Regions from separate parts of the Mus musculus genome. Here region 2 is linked to region 1. The links are chromatin contacts, called in public ChIA-PET maps. All regions are on one chromosome and are shown on one strand. The core of a region is the stretch at or near the end of the contact, and the rest is flanking DNA. Distances in the headings are between cores, read along the strand shown. Region 1 overlaps Gm10044 (ankyrin repeat domain-containing protein 30B). Region 2 holds the start of Pxk (PX domain containing serine/threonine kinase).

Region 1 (2,700 bases), core at 159-2,658:
GGTTTTCGAGACAGGGTTTCTCTGTGTAGCCCTGGCTGTCCTGGAACTCACTCTGTAGACCAGGCTGGCCTCGAACTCAGAAATCCGCCTGCCTCTACCTCGAGTGCTGGGATTAAAGGCATGCGCCACCATGCCCAGCTTCAGAAATTTTTTAACAATGATAATAAATGAAAGTCCTGAGAACTGATGCACATCAAACTTTTTAAAAGTGAAATTTACTTTAATGTTTAAAACAACACTCAGGGTAAACTTCATTTGCTCATACAACAAATATACATTGAGTAGCTTCTTACTGTATGCTAGCCCACTATCTAACCAATGAGGTTACAGTGGTAAGCAGAGAAAAGACTACTCTGATACTGAAGTACACATGGAATAACAATAAATGAGACAGAAAGACAGACATATAGTATGTTGGAGGAGGAAAACAAACTTTTATGTACTGTTAAGGATGCCGTGGAAGGAGCACGGTCCCGCAGGACCAAGTGGCTATGTGGAGAGTATGGCTTGTAAGCAAGAACTAAGAAGACAATAGAACATGGCAGGCAACTGTGACATAGAAACCTTGCAAGTTCAGAGAGATGCCTGAGTGTTCAGTGTGGCCGGGATAGAGTGACAAGGACAGAAAAATCCTAGTTCAAGTCAGAGATAAAGCAGGAGGCTAATCTGTGTGTCTCATGAGGTACTGTGGCCGATACTCTGAGTAGAAATGGAGTGAGGCCGGGCGGTGGTGGCACATGCCTTTAATCCCAGCAACTGGGGAGGCAGAGGCAGGCAAATTTCTGAGCTCGAGGCCAGCCTGGTCTACAAAGTGAGTTCCAGGACAAAGCCTGTCTGGAAAAATAAAAAAAAAAAAATAACAAAAAAAAAAAAAAAAAAAGGAAGAAAGAAAGAAATGGAGTGAGTGGGTTTGGGTTCTAGATCAGGAATAACTGTCTGACTTTTGTGTCATTGAATTCATTAACCACAAACAAGGCTTCCCTAGTGTTTGCCAGCTACAATGGTTATGTTTATATAACATTGTTTTCAATATAACTAGAAAATAGGATCAAACTATTAAACGTTTCTGAGAGTGGGTAATGTCTGTCTATTGCTATACAAAGGACAGAGCAATGTGATCATCATGAATGTTAGCCAAAATGAGAGTCTGTTTTGTCAGTCAAAATTGATTATCTATTTATACTAATGTCATGGTCTTACTTATCATGTTCTTCTTTTGCCTTAAGTGCGAAATCCTTGTCATTAGTAGCCCCACTGTGCCTTTGAGGAGTTGGTTCACTGCCTTTGATGTCAGCAGTAGCAGTAACCGCTGCGAAAGCAGCAGTGACAGCAGCAGCCACCACAGCATTAACAGTAGCGTTGGAGGAGGCCACAGCAGAAGCAGCTGCCGCAGCAGCAGCAGCAGCGGAGGCGTCAGAGGCGGAAGCGGAAGCAGCTGCCGCAGCCGCCGAAGCATCAGAAGCAGAAGCAGAAGCAGAGGCGGAAGCAGCGGAAGTGGAAGCTGCAGACGCAGAAGCAAACGCAACAGATGCGGAAGTGGAAGCTGCCGAAGCAGAAGCAAAAGCAGCAGAAGCAATATTGGAAGCAGCAGAAGCAGAAGTGGAAGCAGATTCCGCATAAGTAGAAGCTGAAACCGCAGCAGCAGCAGCAGCAGAGGCAACAGCACAAGCTGTTCTGTCGTCAGAGTTCTCCACTGCTACATTCGGCTCCTGGAGTCCGTACTTCCTCTCTTCTTCAACCTTTAAGAAATTCAGGCTGTGTTATTGTTCATTAAAAGGGAGTTTTATAGATTCGTTTGTTTTATTACTAGTCAGTGCCATGGTCCACAAATATTTGTGTTTTATCAGTACAGACCACTGACATTTTGTAAGCTCTGCTTCACTTCTGTTTGAGTAAGAGACCCAGAATTTTCAGAAATCTTAAGGGGACATGCTCTGTCTGGCTTTTAAAATTTTGCCCTTTGCTGCTAAGCAGTGGTGGACACACCTTTAATTCAAGCACTCGGAAAGCAGAGGTAGACTGATCTGTGTGAGTCCCATAACAGCCAGGGCTACACAGAGAAACCTTGTCTCAAAACTAAACTAAACTAAACTAAACTAAACTAAACTAAACTAAACTAAACTAAACTGCCCTGGTTTTTTTTATTGTTTGTCTGTTTGTTTTGCTACCTAACACATTCACTTCCTTAGTGATGTGAAGAAATAATAAGGACAGAGTATATCCTCTCCAGTCTAGATTTTACATTAATAGTCAGATTTAGAGACTGCGACATTAAAGAGATTGTGGAATAAAAGGAACCTCACCCTTCTGCTCTACATCAGTCTTTCCTCGTGGTCTTTCACAATTGCTCACTGGGATCCTGGGATAGTAAATCAGTGAAGGTGGCCTTTGAAATGCATGAACAACGCGTGCCACTACCCATAGTGGAGGGGAGCGGATGAGCTGCAAGTATGGACTCTGGAGATCCCTTCCAACCTCTCACTCCTTAACCACGACTGTTACACCTGAGGGACAGCAGGTAATGGCTTGCTTCAGCACCATCACCTACATACAGCAGGAGTTATGTGAACAAAGCCTGGAGGAGCATTCTAAGTGATGGGTTGGTGTTATCCACTCAGACAGGTTGCCCAGAAAACCCACTGAACCAGCTAAACTTAAGAACTGTGAGTTTGAGGCTTGGAGAGATGGCTCAGCAGCTAA
Region 2 (2,700 bases), core at 101-2,600, 320 kb after region 1:
GATGCAAGAAGAGGTCTCATTGATTTAGGGCTAAATTAAGAAGATCCCCAGGTCTCCTCTGAGCATTGGCCCCTGAAGGCACTCTGGTGTCACTTGGCTCCTTGGGGTTGCCCAGCAATCTCTAAGCCTGAACTCTGAAGAGAATAACCGTCAAGAGCAATCTAGACCTTTGCTATGATGTCATCGCAGTGGTGATGGATGCACAAAGAAGCTTGGTTTCTATGAATAAAATAATAGAAATTCAGTGGAAACAAGCAGAAATAAATCTCTGTTCTGTGAATTGTCAGGATGGAATGCATATTGTTTGAGATTTTAAATATGTGCAAAGTTCCTTCCTGTCCAATTGCATTCCTATTACACATTCTACATGGCATTTACTTAGTTTTGCCAATGGAAGAGTGAGGTCTCAGGGTGTGTGTGGTGTGTGTGTGTGTGTGAGAAAGAGAGAGAGAGACTTATTCAAGATCACACAGACCCTCAACAGGGTCCTAGTCATCTGATCTAAGTTTAATTTCATTATTATCCTGGAAGGCTGTGGTCTTGGGTTAAGGTGAGCAGGGTAGATTTGGTACTGACAAGTTGATCATCAAGTTTGATAGTTCTGAGTTTGAGGTTCTTGGAGCCTGTTCTAGGACCGACCAAATATTCTCACCGTCTAAGAGATCTGAGTGTTCTTTGGTTTCAAAGACTTTAAAGCTCAACTGTGAGCTAGGACCAAGCATACAAGCAGGGAAATCTTTGCATCAGTTATTTTATTTTATTTTTCCACCTCTGTCTTAAAGCTTATTGTTTAAAGATTAGGAACTAAACCCCGTGGGATCCAGTTATGAGAGTGTGGCACCTAGGTTCTCCTGAAGATCCAGGTTTAAAACATGAATCCAGATTTGGTTTACAAAGTTTGGTCTATAAACTCAGACTGAGAAGCCACCCTGAAGTTGTTTTTTGTTATATCCTGAGTCCTAAGGTCCTTGGGCAGGAAAGTGTGATTAGGAGCAGTAGGGTCTCAAATCTACCAGCCTGAGTTTCTGAACGGTTCATCTGAAAAGCTCAGTTCTGTTAGAGTCCAGAGAAGCAGTGCGAGATGTGGTGGTAATGGTTTAGTTTTGTGCTCCTCGCCCGAGGCCAGGAGCTCACAGTACTGAGTATACGCTGCGGGGGCGAGGAGGCGCCAAGAGAGCAAGGGACATAATGCCTCTGACTGCAACCATGGGACGACGATAGCAGTCACCTACCCTGCCGTGAAGAACGGCGCTAGGACCCAGCGAGGTCGGGCAGACTGGTGTTGACAGCCGGCAGGCAGAGACGACCGGCGCTAGGACCCGCGGGCGGCGGCGGCGCGCGGGGCGCGGGGCGGTGCGCGTTGACAGCAGCGGCGGCGGGACGCGGCGGGTGGCGGGGCTCGGCGCCTCCGGTTCCTGCCCCGGCTTCAGAGGCAGCGGCGGCGGCGGCCCGGGATGGCCTTCATGGAGAAGCCGCCGGCTGGCAAGGTGCTGCTGGACGACACGGTGCCGCTGACAGCGGCCGTCGAGGCGAGCCAGAGTCTGCAGTCGCACACGGTGCGCGGCTGGGGCGGGAGGCCGGGGCCGAGGGCGGGGGCCGGGCGAAGGCCGGACGGCGGCGCGGCGCGGCAGGGCGCGGGCACCGGAGCCGGGCAGGTGTGTGAGCCCGCTGCCTCCCTCCTGCCGGGCCGCGGCCGGGGCGGCGTGCCCGCGCATCCCAGACCCCCTGGAGTGGCTTAGGGGAGCCCTCGGTGCTCGTAGTACGCACAGGCGAGTTCATTTCTGCCACATGCAGTCTTTTATGGGGCTTTAAAGCCACGCTTGCTTTCATTTGCCGGTACTTCCCCCCCTTTTTCCTTTTGGAAAGGTGCTCTATGTCTTGTAATTTACAAGCAGTAAACCCTAGGAACCAGTAAAAACCGGGGAGCTTGTAGCCTCTAGGACTTGATCGAGGAAATGATGAATGGGGTGGGGGTGGGATTGGGATTCCTGAGATTGTAATGTTTTGTCAGGCCAGCAAATCAGATTCCAGCCCAGAGTCTTGTTTATCAAGCAGTGTTTGGGGGTTCATCATCTGGAGGCTAAAGCCCCACAAAAGCCTTCTGTGTCTCTGTCTCTTTGTCTCGCCGTCTCTTTTTCCATCTCGCTGTCTCTGTCTCTTGTTTCTGACGTTCCCTGTGTGTTTATCTCTGTTTCTGTGTGTGTATGTTCAAATTCTTCGCTAGTCAAAGAGATCTTTCATTCTGATGTATTAAAGCAGGACTTTTTAGAGCCCTGTTACCTCTCCGACAGCCTTGCTTTGTAGGTCAGGATTGTTGAAAGCATTTATTCTCACTTAGAGAAATGACTGTCTTTTTTTAAAAAATGCACTTTTTCTCCCAATGGTAGGTAACATCCTAAGTCCTATTGTAGAAACTTATGAAAGGCACCAAAAATCTATGAGTTTGTTGCGCTTGTAATTTGTTGCAAAGTGAGTATTTAAGGCCATGTTTATGGAAGGTAATAATAATTCTTTCAAATTATGTTTTTTGACTGGATTACTGGCAAGTAAGTCTTATAACCTCATAGGGTGTTTTAGGTCTATTTAATACTAAAGAGATGGATGCTCAGAGACCACTTCCTCTAGAAAGCCTTCCTTCCTGCGTAGCTATTACCCTAGGCAGTATGGACACCAGGATGGTTCTGTAATTTCCTCTCTTCC

What was found. ChIA-PET counts read pairs in DNA pulled down with a chosen protein or histone mark.
Region 2: a contact with region 1 is called in an RNA polymerase II ChIA-PET map of memory CD8 T cells, with 9 read pairs. The contact joins the promoter of Pxk here to the enhancer-like site in region 1. A contact is called at or near these places in 2 of 39 promoter capture datasets (hematopoietic stem and progenitor cells and pre-B cells), 2 of 484 Hi-C or Micro-C datasets (CD4 T cells and CD8 T cells), 2 of 115 datasets of contacts at active chromatin or transcription factors (bone marrow-derived macrophages and memory CD8 T cells) and 2 of 9 other capture datasets (adipose tissue and liver).

The regions. Positions count from the first base shown.
Region 1 is chr14:7,772,658-7,775,357 of GRCm38.p6, forward strand. The region is part of intron 3 of Gm10044 (ankyrin repeat domain-containing protein 30B); the gene reads right to left. Among named protein-coding and RNA genes, the nearest start is that of Gm10044, 18 kb to the right of the region's middle. Within about 2 kb of position 1,409, at least 196 of the 459 cell types and tissues checked have an H3K27ac peak or open chromatin away from gene starts, as enhancers often do. A contact at or near this core is called in CD8 T cells, adipose tissue, bone marrow-derived macrophages and 4 more, where this site is marked.
Region 2 is chr14:8,096,861-8,099,560 of GRCm38.p6, forward strand. Pxk (PX domain containing serine/threonine kinase) reads left to right here and starts at 1,351. Exons shown (of 18, transcript NM_145458.4): 1 at 1,351-1,556. The coding sequence starts at 1,455.